Regions from separate parts of the Gossypium hirsutum genome. Here region 1 is linked to region 2. A link is a contact called in public Hi-C data. All regions are on one chromosome and are shown on one strand. The core of a region is the stretch at or near the end of the contact, and the rest is flanking DNA. Distances in the headings are between cores, read along the strand shown.

Region 1 (6,062 bases), core at 580-3,079, 230 kb before region 2:
GTAGACAGGCTTCCAAGAGGTATTAGAGGAGGCAGAGATGATAGAGATTTCCCAAAAGTTTACATAGATGTGGATGATAATTTAAATAATGGATGGTTGCCATAAAGGGTTTCATTAGAGTGGTAAAGAGGAGGGTTTTCCAGAAGATTTTTGGGGAACTTTTATTTATTTATTTATTTTGTGTGTTTTAATGGTTCAAGTTCTTCAAATTCTGAGTTAATTTCAAGGTAGTTTTAATCCCTAGATTTTGAAATTTCAAATCATTTATAAATATTTAGGAAAAATAATTTTGGAGTTATCTGATTTCACCATATTTTTGCAAGAGAAAATTTCAAGAATTGAGAGTATTCCAATAAAAAGAAAGAAAGGGAAAAAGAATAAGGAAAGGGAAAAAAATAAATAAAAATGAAATAAAAATAAATGGATCTAAAGGTGGACTGATGTGACCAAATTAATAAAAAAATTTGAAGTGACCAAAAAATGAATGACCTAATTTTAGAGGGGCTATTGAAAAGTAGTTTAACCCTGAAATATAAATTACAAGTATTAATATTTGATTTTTTAAAAAAAATAGATATTAAATATTATTGTTAAAATATTTTACAAGTCTATGTACTCTTTATACATTTAGAATTTAGTCCTTTATTTTTTTTTTTAGAAATTTAACTCCTCTACTTTTTAGATTTAAAAATGTAAGTTCAATTATTAACAATTTTTAAATTCTTTTGTTAAATCCATGTGCATTATGTCGTCATTCGTTGGTTGTATAGTTATCAAGTAAATTTTTTTTTTAATTTTAAAATGTCATACCAATGAATTTAAAAAATATATTTTAATTATGTTAATAATTGAACTTAAATTTTTAAATTTAAAGGACTAAAATTTAAAAAATTAAAATAAAAAATTAAATTATTGTGAAGAGAATAACAACCTAAAGCATATTTTAACAGAAATATCATCTTTCAAAAATAGTAATATGAGCCAATATCTGGTTGGAGTATTAATTAAAACTTTAATCCAACACTCAAATAACATGAATTCAAACCTTGTAATCATCTTACCTCTACCAATATTATAACGATAAAAAAAACTAATTACACCCTAAATCTGATTCGCTCGGGGTTCATATGCGGAACAGAAATGAAGTGAATTATTGATTTTTTATTTCTTTGCTTCTTCTGCCATTTTAGAGAAAAGAGACAAGTTAATTTCATGGACGGTGGTGACTGCTAATTTGACACCAAATGGGCCCTAATTAACTAGCTACAAGCCATATATATTTATTTATACTATAAATATAGCAATAGCTTCAAACTTCTATGCATGGATGGTATTGGCTACTCTTTTTATTAGAAGGGGTATCATTATAGCCATATTGATTATAAACTATACAAGACAAGATGATTCTTACTTTTAACTCTCAAATTTTCATAATTTCAATTTTATCATGGCATGGGCTACTCTTGAATCTTTGATAGCAATAATTTTACCATTTTAGCCATAAAAATATCATGAAACCATTATATAAGAGATAGATTATATTTTATTTATTTTACTTAAAAAAATAAGTAAATTAATCTATTTATATTAGATTAAAAAAGAAATTGACAAGTTTTGTTAAAAATTTTATTCCTTTCAATTGTTAACAATTGACATGGATGACGAAATAATTAAATAGTTTCACCGTGATGTGTCACTTGTATCTCATACTAACATAAAATGACCAATTTTTAATAATAAGAATAGATAAAAAAATTTAAAATGACTAATTTTCTCGTATAAAAATTAATTTATTCATTTTTAAATAAAAAACAAAATATAATTCAAATCATATTCATCTAATTTAGCAAATTTCTAGAATCAACCTCGAGGGCGATATATCATTTTCATAGATATGGCGGAGCCAACGCGTCCATGCAAGTGGTTTACTAAGGGTGGGTTTGGATAGACGATTGGGTGCGGTGCAGTGCGTTTAGTTTATTTTTTGTCTCACGATACAGTATCGCTACAATATCTAATCTCACCTCCACTGTTGTTTTTATACTAACTACAAATAAACGTATCGTCTATCCAAGCTCACCTTAAATTACAGTTGGTTAATACTTTAATATAGTACAACATGAAACTCTTTCCCCTTCTCTTTACAGATCATTCAATCACTCCACTATGAACGGTCCACCCAATCCCACGTGTCACAACCCCCACCATCACCTTCACCCCTAAGCAACTCTCTTTCTTCATTTCCTTTTGCTCTATAAAGTTCTTTTGCACCATCACATTACACCACACAACAAACAAATTTCATTAGTTTTGATTCTCTTTTTTACCTTACTTACTCATACTACAATATTAAATATTATTATTATTCCCTTTGCATAATATGAACGATACAGAGGGCGCTCAAAGACTGCTCATTTCTCATCACCTTATTTCGATTATCTGATCCCTTCTTTCACTTCCATTCAAAAGCTTGAAATTTTTATGGTTTTGAAAGAGCTTCTAAAATTGACGCACACACACACACACATACATAGAGAGAGAGAGAGAGAGAGAGAGAGAGAGAGAGAGAGAGAGAGAGAGAGAGAGAAGGATGGGATTGAGTTGTAAACAGGTTTCCAGTGATGAGGTTGAGTGGATCCAGGGCCAGTCTTTGTTGCAGGCTCCAATTATGGAGCGTCCAAAAGCTTTATCAATGAAAAGGCGACATCATCAAGAAAACCAGCTGCAGCAATTGGAACCGCCATTGAAGTGTCCAAGGTGTGATTCTTCCAACACAAAGTTCTGTTATTACAACAACTATAACAAGTCACAACCTAGGTATTTTTGCAAGACCTGTAAAAGACATTGGACTAAAGGTGGTAATCTTCGCAATGTTCCCGTTGGTGGAGGCCGTAAAAACAAGCGGCATCAGACATCCGCCGCCGCTTCTGCCAGTAAAACAACCACAACTACCATCAAAAGCTCCACCTCTTCCGCTATTCAACCGCATCAGCTTCCGCCTGCCGATCAAAAGTACATACCGAACATCAAATTTCATTCACCGTTGCAGCAAAATTCTGTAAATTGCAGAAACTCGGAGAGAGAAATTTTCAGCAGAAACAATGGAGTCTGCTTAGATTCTACCATGTCTCAAGGCTTACAGACTCCATTTCCTTTGCCGTTTCCATTTTCAAGTTCAAGCTCATATTCTTTGGAAACATTCCCATCATCAATATCAGCCTCGTTTCAGTCTTCGAGTCTCTACAACTATAGTGGAGAAACGAGGGAGGATCCAACTGGTTCACTGACCTGGCAAGAACCTATTACCAGCAATGGCATTGAAATGGCAAACTACTGGAATTGGGATGATATTGATGCACTTGTCTCTACTGATCTCAACATTCCATGGGATGACTCTGAGATCAAACCATGGAAAGATCTTTAAACCATGCATATATATTAATTATACATGTTGGCCGGTTCAAATTTTTTCTCTCTTTAAAATATTTGTTACTCTAAGAATTCTTTTTTTTTTTGGGGGGGGGGGGGAGAGGTATTTTCCCCCTTTCTGAGATTGATTAATTAACTAGAATTTGCCCCGGCAATGTTGAGATAGATTTTTTTCCCTTCTATTTTTCAATATTTTGTTATCATTTTTAATCTGAATATTAGTAACAAGAAAAAAAAAACTTAGGTCAGACATAGCTTATTAAAGAAACATGAAGAACCAAAAATGGAAAAAGAAAAACTAAAATCTATGGTTACATATTAATTGTTAACTTCATAAAATGCTATGTTTTTTTTTATTTAAATTTTAGTGTTATTGTTTTGTTGGTTGTTTAAGGTTAAATGAATGAATATATCTACTTTAACTAATTTTTATTTTTTAATATTATCTAAAGACACATGCAATGTCTTACTTCTACTTGTCGAATTTTTTAATTCCACTTACGGGCAAACAAATAATTTTTCTTTATTTTAAATACTATAGTCTATCACCTAATGTTTAACATTCTATAATTAAGTCGAAATTATATGAATTTTGATTAAAATACAATTTTGATTAGATTTTGAAATGTTTATATAAAATTTTAATTTGATTTAATTACACATTTAAAAAAATAAATAGATCAACTTATTTTTTAAATGATAAATATAATTATTTATATATAGAGTATATAAACATAAACATATACTATATCAATAATTATATTAATAATTTATAAGAATTGAATATAATTAAAATTTTAAATATAAAAGTACATATTAAAATTAAAATGAAAATTTAGTTATACTATTTATCCCTTAAAAACAAAAAAACCACTGCAAAAATAGCAAAAGGAAACAAAGAAGTGAAACAAATAAAAAAGAAAGAAAAATAAAATTAGTAGACCGTGATGTTGGGCCTGGCTGAGTTTACTTTTTTTTTTCAATATATACTAATCAGCCCTGTCAAAAAGGGAATATAGAATTAAAGACTGTTTGAAGCTGTCATTATGCAGATTCAGGTTTAGGGGGAAGGTGTACATTTAGTACTCCACCTCTTATACGGCACAAATAAGAATATAATAATGCAACAATAGCTAGATGTGATGGATATCATATACAAATATGTGTTGGTGTATATATAATAATATAAGGGTGGGTTCAGACATGGGCTTGTTCCAGCTATAATGGGCGAACTGGATGTGATGGAAGATTCTTGTGGATATGCATTAATGCATATATTTTTGAATATTTTGAATATTAGTAATTATAATTTAAGACCATTTGTTTAGAATCATTCTGTCCCACAGCATTTTGGTTGTAAAGTAGATGTGTTTTTGTATTAGTTATTTTCCTCTACAGGTCGGTCTAAACTGTGGCGTTTGTAGATTTCATTGATGCTAATTAGGGCACCCAAATCTTTGTTCCGACATGCTTTGTTGAGAGCATGTGCACATTGGGGCCACACTTTCCGGGCTATGTATCCTAATTTGTTCCATTGCCATGGTTAAATTGTTGGTTAATTTAATTTAAGAATCTTTTGTTTTGCCCTTTTGTGTTGTATGGGTACAACGAAATTTCGTAATGGAAGTGCTTGAATGATTGTAGGCTAAACGTGTCGTTTCACAGGGTAACAAATGCATGATCACAACGCCTTTTCATTTGACTGACTGATGTTAGAGAAAGGGATGTGTAGAAACCTTCGAAGCATTGATAGGAAGATTCAAGCAATAAGTCGTACGGCTCAAATCAGTCGGGAAAATTTGGCAAATATCGCGATGCCTCTGCCACTGCCATTATGTTATTTTACCACGTTTCCTTTAATTTGATAACACAGCCATGGGAAAATTTTAGTGATGCCTTTGATATATCACATCTGACAAGAAAGAACCAGGAGAATTTACTCTGCAACAACATTGTGAATGGAACACAAACTTGTAGATTGTATAATGGTAGAGCCACGTGTTAGTGTCACGGAAGTTTAAGCCAACAGAAATAATTCATACTAAATGTTAGGATAAATACTCACAAGTGTTCCACTAAACTACCAAATTACAAGTATATAAATTTTCTATATGTTTTATGAATTGAGTCGATCCAAATAGGTTAAGTGAACTCAATTTAATCAATTAACATCCTTAAATGATTTTGTTTGATTTGATCACGGGTTTTAATGTACAGTCCATAACATTAGTCTATCAAATCGATGAAGCCGAATTTTTACATCACCTACCAAGTTCAAGAGGCTTGACTAGAGATGCACATGGATCGAGTCGAATCGGGTACATACAAAATATCTAGATCGATTTTTTAAACTCGGACTTAACCCAACTTGAAAATAAACTTATTTTTTTATTCAAGGCAAAAACAAATATTAAATTCTAACCAAGTTCATTTTTGAAATAAACTTTTGGATTTGAATGGATGATTCCATCCACAATTCTATGCTGGACCTAAGCCATGTATCTCACCCATCTAAAATTCAGTTCCCTCCTCACTCATCTAGAACTCTGACCTTCGTTGTTGCTTTGGATGACAAAACACAACCTTTAATTGAGAGAAATTAATGTTGACAGAAAAGATAACTTTTAAGAGAC
Region 2 (6,638 bases), core at 1,317-3,816:
AATTGTGTTTTAGCCATTTTTGCGTTTTGGCCCCTCATTTGTTACTGGCGATTTATGATAGCTTTCATAAGCTTACTTATTACCCGATTTTAAATTAACATTATTTTTAAAAGCTTTTTAAACTTAATTTTTTGCATGATTTTTCTTCTGGATATTGAAATAAAATCATAGTTATTTTGGCAACAAATGTAACATCTCATATCTCAGATCCGATGATCGGTTCGAGTGTGAGTGTTACAGTTACAATTAGCATTTATAGCAAAAGGACTAAATTTTTGTTATTATTGTTTTTATTTTTTTTAAACCTATTCAAGTCTTTTTTTTTTTACACACAACACCAATACCTCTTCATTTTCTATGTTTTTTCTTCAAAGCTCATTCAACTCATGCAAGCGTTCTTCTCTTTTTCCTTCTTCTTTACTCCCCTAATCTCTTATCTCTTTCCAGAAACTTTATGAATTGAACAAAAACCCAACATGTGTTCCATTAATCTAATGGTGGTGTTGATCATCTATTGAAACTTATTAAAGGGCAGAACTTGCCTATTCACATACAAAGTTCCACCAACTTCCTTAATCAATATTTTGCAAATTTTTGCCATGGGTTTGTCATATATTAGTGAAGATCTGAAATGTTTTTTTTTTCAATAAACTGAACCCTATTTATCAAAAAAAAAAAAAGATTGTTGAGATATGAAGTTTGTAAAAGCCAACTTTGTAAGAATTTCCAAGAATAGCTCACTAAATAAGAAAGTCTTCAACGGTGTGAATATGTTTTTGTCACTAAATTTGAACTTTTTATTCTTATTTTCCCTACTTCACTAAACATCTTTGAATATTGGTTTTGGGTAATTGAAATCTAAAATTAATTTGGTTTTTGGTCAGAACTGGAGAAGAATAAATGAATCCGGAGAGAGAATATGTGTTAATTAATTAACTCATTTTGAATAAAAATAAAATTCAAAATAAATCATTTCAATACACATTGCGTAATATAATTAATTATTTAATACGTGTGGTATAATCTAATCTAATTGGTTCAAAATGATATTATATTTATCCTCCAAAAATATATAATTAATATTATATTTTGTACTTTTTGAAAATATATAATAATCATTTAATTATTTTTACATTTAATTATATGTGTTTGAGAATCAAATTGATAGTATTTGTAAATATGGAGGGTTAAATTTATTGAATTATTTAAAATTAAAATCAAATTTATAAAATGTGTAAAAATTGAGGACTTAATGGTGTATTATACCAGTTAAAAAGATCATGTCTTCACTTCTGTTAACTATTTAATAGAGAGTTGTCAAAACAGAAATACAGTACTAGTTGGGTGATGAATTGTATAGTTTATCCTTAAAATTAAGGGTTTAAATGGATAAAATTCTTAAACTAGAGACTTATGTGACTACTAATTAAGTATGAGGGTTTGCTTAAATATGTGGTAATTTGAGGGCTTTTCTAGTGCATTAATCTATTTTAATTTACAGAACTAAACCAATAAAAGAAATCAAAATTCTCTTTAAGAATTTTCATCAAAAATAATTTTGAAATTTTTTATAACTTTTGTTTAGATTTTTTATGACTTTTTAAAATGATTTTTAAATTTTGAAAGAGCTTAATTGATTTTTTTAGATTTGTTATATTTGTCCTCATTAATTTCACAATTTTTTAATTTCCCTCGAATAAAAGAATATGGGTCAAATTAAATAAATATATAAAGTTTGAGGGCTAAATTTATTACTATATCTTACATATAAATACAAAAATAAACATTTAATAATGCAATTTTAATGAACTAGTTTTGTTCATTCATCTAAAATATAGAGATTATTTTACTCTCCTTTTTTTTCTTAATAAAAGAAAAATGAAATGCAAACTAAAATATAATATAATAGGTTTTGTCGTATTTTTATCCTTGATTTTCCTGTCCCGCAATATCTTCTTTGCTGGTGAATGAAGCCCATGTTATCTATATCGACCCACTTGCACATAATGCATTAATTAAATTCAACTAAATACCAAAAACAGTATGTTGTTCTTTTTCCCGCTCAGAAAAAAGATATTAAAAGCAAAATGTCAAATCAACCTACAAAGCATCCCTTTCAAATGCACTCAATAATGCCCCAATTGGAGCAAAAATAATTACTGATCAGAATTTACGCCTATGAAAATGCATATTTTTGTATATCATTTCAAAATATATAAAAAAATTAATAAAATTCTAAAGAATATAAAGATTTTTTAAAATAATAATTTTGAGACTTAAATTAGTTAATTAATTATTTAAATTTATTATGGTAAAGTATATATATATTTTAAAAATATTCAGATATATATGATTTTAAATTTATGCGCTCTAAAATAGAATTAATTAAGATAAATTGATTAGTGAGGAAGAAAATTTCGCTGCCCTACTGTGTAAGATTTTAAATCCACATTTGTGAAAATTTTATTGGGTTTTGACTAAAAAAAATTGACTGGTCTGCTATGTTGATTTTTCTAATAATCGAGGCAGCATGCTCTATATATTAGCCATCGAATTTCACTTTGAACATAACTAGTTCCGACAGGTCCCATTCTACTTTATCCCTATTGTTTGCAACCACAGTATTTTTATCTTGCTAAAGGCACTTCGATTTTGGGTTACCAATTTCCACATAAAAAGCTTAATTCACGGCAATGGCTTTCCCTGTCGTCAATTCACCACCATCAAACCCCGTCATTCTTCCCAGTTCCTCCATTCCAACTTCATGCCTTCCCAAAACATCACAACTTTTCATATTCAAGATGAAAAAGCCTTTCTCCAAAAACCTAGTGTCATGCAAAGCCAGCAATGGGAACCAAAACAATGAAGGCTCTTCATCTCTCAATAGCTTCGATAGAAGGGATATTCTTCTTGGCCTAGGAAGTCTGTATGGTGCAACCAACCTTGTGAGTGACCCATTTGCATTGGCAGCCCCAATAGCCGCCCCTGACCTCTCGCTTTGTGAGAATTCAACGGTAACATCTTCAAGTTCAGGAACCAGCATAAGTGTCCCTTGCTGCCCACCAAAAACAACAAATATTCTAGATTTCAAACCACCTCGGTTTTCCACGATACGGTTAAGGCCGGCAGCACATTTAGTTGATGCTAACTACTTGGAGAAATTTACAAAGGCCATAGAGCTGATGAAAGCTCTTCCTGATGATGATCCTCGTAGTTTCAAGCAACAGGCCAATGTTCATTGTGCCTATTGCAATGGGGCTTACGATCAAGTGGGGTTTCCGGATCAACAACTTCAAGTTCACTTCTCATGGCTTTTTTTCCCATTCCATAGGCTATATCTCTATTTCTACGAGAGGATTTTGGGGAAGCTGATTGGTGATCCAAATTTCGCGATGCCATTTTGGAACTGGGATTCTCCCCCAGGAATGGCTATCCCTAAAATATATGTAGACCCTAACTCTCCACTCTATGATGAAAAGCGCAACGTGAACCACCAACCACCCAATATGCTCGATCTTGATTATGCTGGCACTGAGGAAGAATTATCGAAGAGAGATCAAATAAAAAGTAACCTCAGTGTCATGTACAGGCAAATGGTAACCTACAAGACCGCTTCTCTTTTCTTTGGAGCGGCGTACCGTGCCGGCGATGATCCCAGTCCAGGAATGGGTTCAATTGAGAACAATCCTCACACCGCCGTTCACCGGTGGGTTGGTGATAAGCGACAGCCATTTTCTGAAGACATGGGGAACTTCTACTCTGCTGGTAGAGACCCATTGTTCTTCGCTCATCACTCCAATGTCGACCGATTGTGGAGCATTTGGAGAACATTACCAGGGAAGAAGCGAACTGATTTCACTGACACAGATTGGCTCGATTCCTCGTTTCTTTTCTACGATGAGAACGCAAATCTGGTTCGAGTCAAGGTTCGTGATAGCCTTAACATGAAGACTTTCGGATATGATTACCAAAAAGCTAATATTCCATGGCTCAAAAACAAGCCAAATCCTCGAAAGTCAGGTCGGGGTAAAAGTGGTGGTCAAGCAGTGGCGGCCGAAACAAAGAACATCACCCCTATCAGTAATGCCTTCCCTATAGCCTTAGACAAACTAGTGCGCGTTGAGGTTCCAAGGCCAAAGAAATCGAGGACTAAGCTCGAAAAGGAAGATGAAGAAGAAGTTTTGGTTCTACAAAACATTCAACTAGACCGAGATGCAGCAGTGAAGTTCGATGTGTACATTAATGATGAAGACGACGAGACACCGACTGAACCTGAAGATTCAGAGTTCGCTGGGAGCTTTACGAATCTACCGCATAACCATCACAAGACTGGGATGAAGCTTAACACCAACTTAACATTGCCATTAACAGATTTGTTGGAGGATTTGAATGTTGAAGGTGATGAGAGTATTTTGGTGACTTTGGTGCCTAAAGAAGGAAAGGGTCTGGTTTCTATTGGTAACATTAAGATCGACTACATCCGAGATTGATGATCAGTTAATTTGCCGACTCTTCGGTCGCTTACTGAAACATTTTGCTTCGTGAATTTGTTTCCCCTGTTTTTTGCATCAGTCTTTTTAGTTATAAATAAGGCCACTGCTATAGAATCCTTTGTATGGTGTACATGTTCTTTGCATGGAAACCTCTTTCTTGGATTTGATTTTTGGGATGATGGATACCGTCTTTAATTATTAAAACCAATAAATAAACGTTGATTTAATTTTCCAAAAAAAATTAAAAAAACTTTAATTTTAATTCCATTATAAAATAAATATCGGCAAATAAGTGGAGATTTTACATTTCACCATAGTGAGAAAGATTTTGAGATAACTGGGCCTAGAGAAATTAGAACCTGGCACAATTCATCCCAAGAAAACCAGTTTGGATTTTATGTTTGGAATCAGATAATGGATGAGAAATGTTAATTGTTTGTGTTTAATCATGAAAAAGAAACTTGAAACTGCTCATCTAATTCTGTAAGGAAAAATATGACGTTTTTGTCTTTTATTATTTTTATATGAAATTATTAAATAAAACAATTAAAAATTATTACTTAAAAAATTAATATCTAAGGATGAAATGGAGGTTGATAGTATCATTTTACTTATAATTCAACTGTTAGAATAAATTTTTTTATAAATATAATTTTTTTTAGTTCATCCCTACTGTGGATGTGATTTGGGTTAGTTTAATATTGTTTTTGGAAAGTACTTTTGAGAAGTTTTAAAAAGTTTGATTTAAATTTTAAGTGTTTAGTATTACTGTCAAAAAGTTTTTTTTAAGAAATAAAATATCCATTTTGGATATGGTATTATAAAGTAACAAATATATATTTAAATAACGTTCAAGTTAGTTAATATTATGATATTTTAGCAATAATATAAAAAATAATTTATTATAACTTGTTGTTAATATTTTAATATATGAAATATAAATTTTAAATATTTTTAAGCAATTAATATTAATTATTTATAAAAATAATTAGAATATATAAACTATATTTTAAATATTTAAATATAGCTATTAAATATCTTTAATTAGATATTAACACATTTGTATTATTTTAAGAAGTGTTTTTTATTTTATTTTTAATCAATGATTTTATTTTAAAATGTAATTTAAATATATAACCCATATTAGATATTAACATAACATAAAAAAATATAAACCTAACAAATTAAAATATTATATCTATTTGGATTAAAATTTTAAAAAGGGGTAATATTTTATATACCAAATATAAATATTAAAAATTTTATATTAGCATTTGTAATTTAAAGTGAATGAAAAATGGGAGAACAAAAATGGAGGGATGAAAAAGTAATAATGCTTCAAGAAATGCTATTGGCTCAAGAAAAGCTAAAAAATTTAGCTTATGAGTAACAATGCTTTTTAAAAGCCAGTCTTTTCAGCCAAAAGTTACTCGTTTAACACAAATTTTTTTCAAAAAATGCTTTTAAAGCTAAAAATATTCTTTTAAGCATTGTTAACCACAACTTTAACTCAAGTATATTTTTACCGAGAAAAATCAATGTTTCATATTTGAAGAACTTTTCCATTTTAGGCCAAGTTAAAATATAATAGCCTGTTGCTACTAGTTGAATCTTGACAAAGGTTATTTGAAATAAGATATCTTACTTAGTATTAGAGTTAGAAAATTATTTTAAGGGGGTCGGAATTAAATTATATATTTTTACGATAGTAAAAATTTAATTTCACCATTTTAATAGTCTATATTTTTATAATTTCTAAAAGATTACATCAAATTTTTATTATTTTTTGAGGTTAAAGTGTAATTTTACCATTATTAATTTAAAATTTTATAAATTTTAAATAGCCTAAAAAATAGAAAATTTTCCATTTTAGAGGGGTTGGGGCCAACCCCCATTGACTCCACCACTGAGCAAGGTCCAACTTACAAATTAATAATGAATATATATTATTATATTAAATTTAATTATAAAAATAAATATTAATATAAAAGTATTTTCTACATTTAAAAAAAAGGCATGTTAAGACTTAATCGTCATCGATATTATTGTCAGTGCAAGAGTACGTGAATTTGAGTGTACTAAATTACGTTTATTTTCTTATTTAAGAGTTGAGAAGAACTATACCTAATTTTTATATATATATAT

What was found. A called contact is a pair of places that touch in the nucleus more often than the background predicts.
Region 1: a contact with region 2 is called in a Hi-C map of leaf, with 2.0 times the contacts expected there. The contact joins the promoter of LOC107901672 here to the promoter of LOC107901676 in region 2. A contact is called at or near these places in 3 of 34 Hi-C or Micro-C datasets (all in leaf).

What each region holds. Positions count from the first base shown.
Region 1 is chrD06:44,419,120-44,425,181 of Gossypium_hirsutum_v2.1, reverse strand. It overlaps LOC107901672 (dof zinc finger protein DOF1.4), which reads left to right and starts at 1,829. Exons shown (of 1, transcript XM_016827762.2): 1 at 1,829-3,674. The coding sequence starts at 2,591. The coding sequence ends at 3,424. LOC107901673 (a long non-coding RNA gene) reads right to left here. Exons shown (of 2, transcript XR_001685359.2): 2 at 4,970-6,062.
Region 2 is chrD06:44,189,754-44,196,391 of Gossypium_hirsutum_v2.1, reverse strand. LOC107901676 (polyphenol oxidase, chloroplastic-like) reads left to right here and starts at 2,566. Exons shown (of 1, transcript NM_001326909.2): 1 at 2,566-4,726. The coding sequence starts at 2,694. The coding sequence ends at 4,490.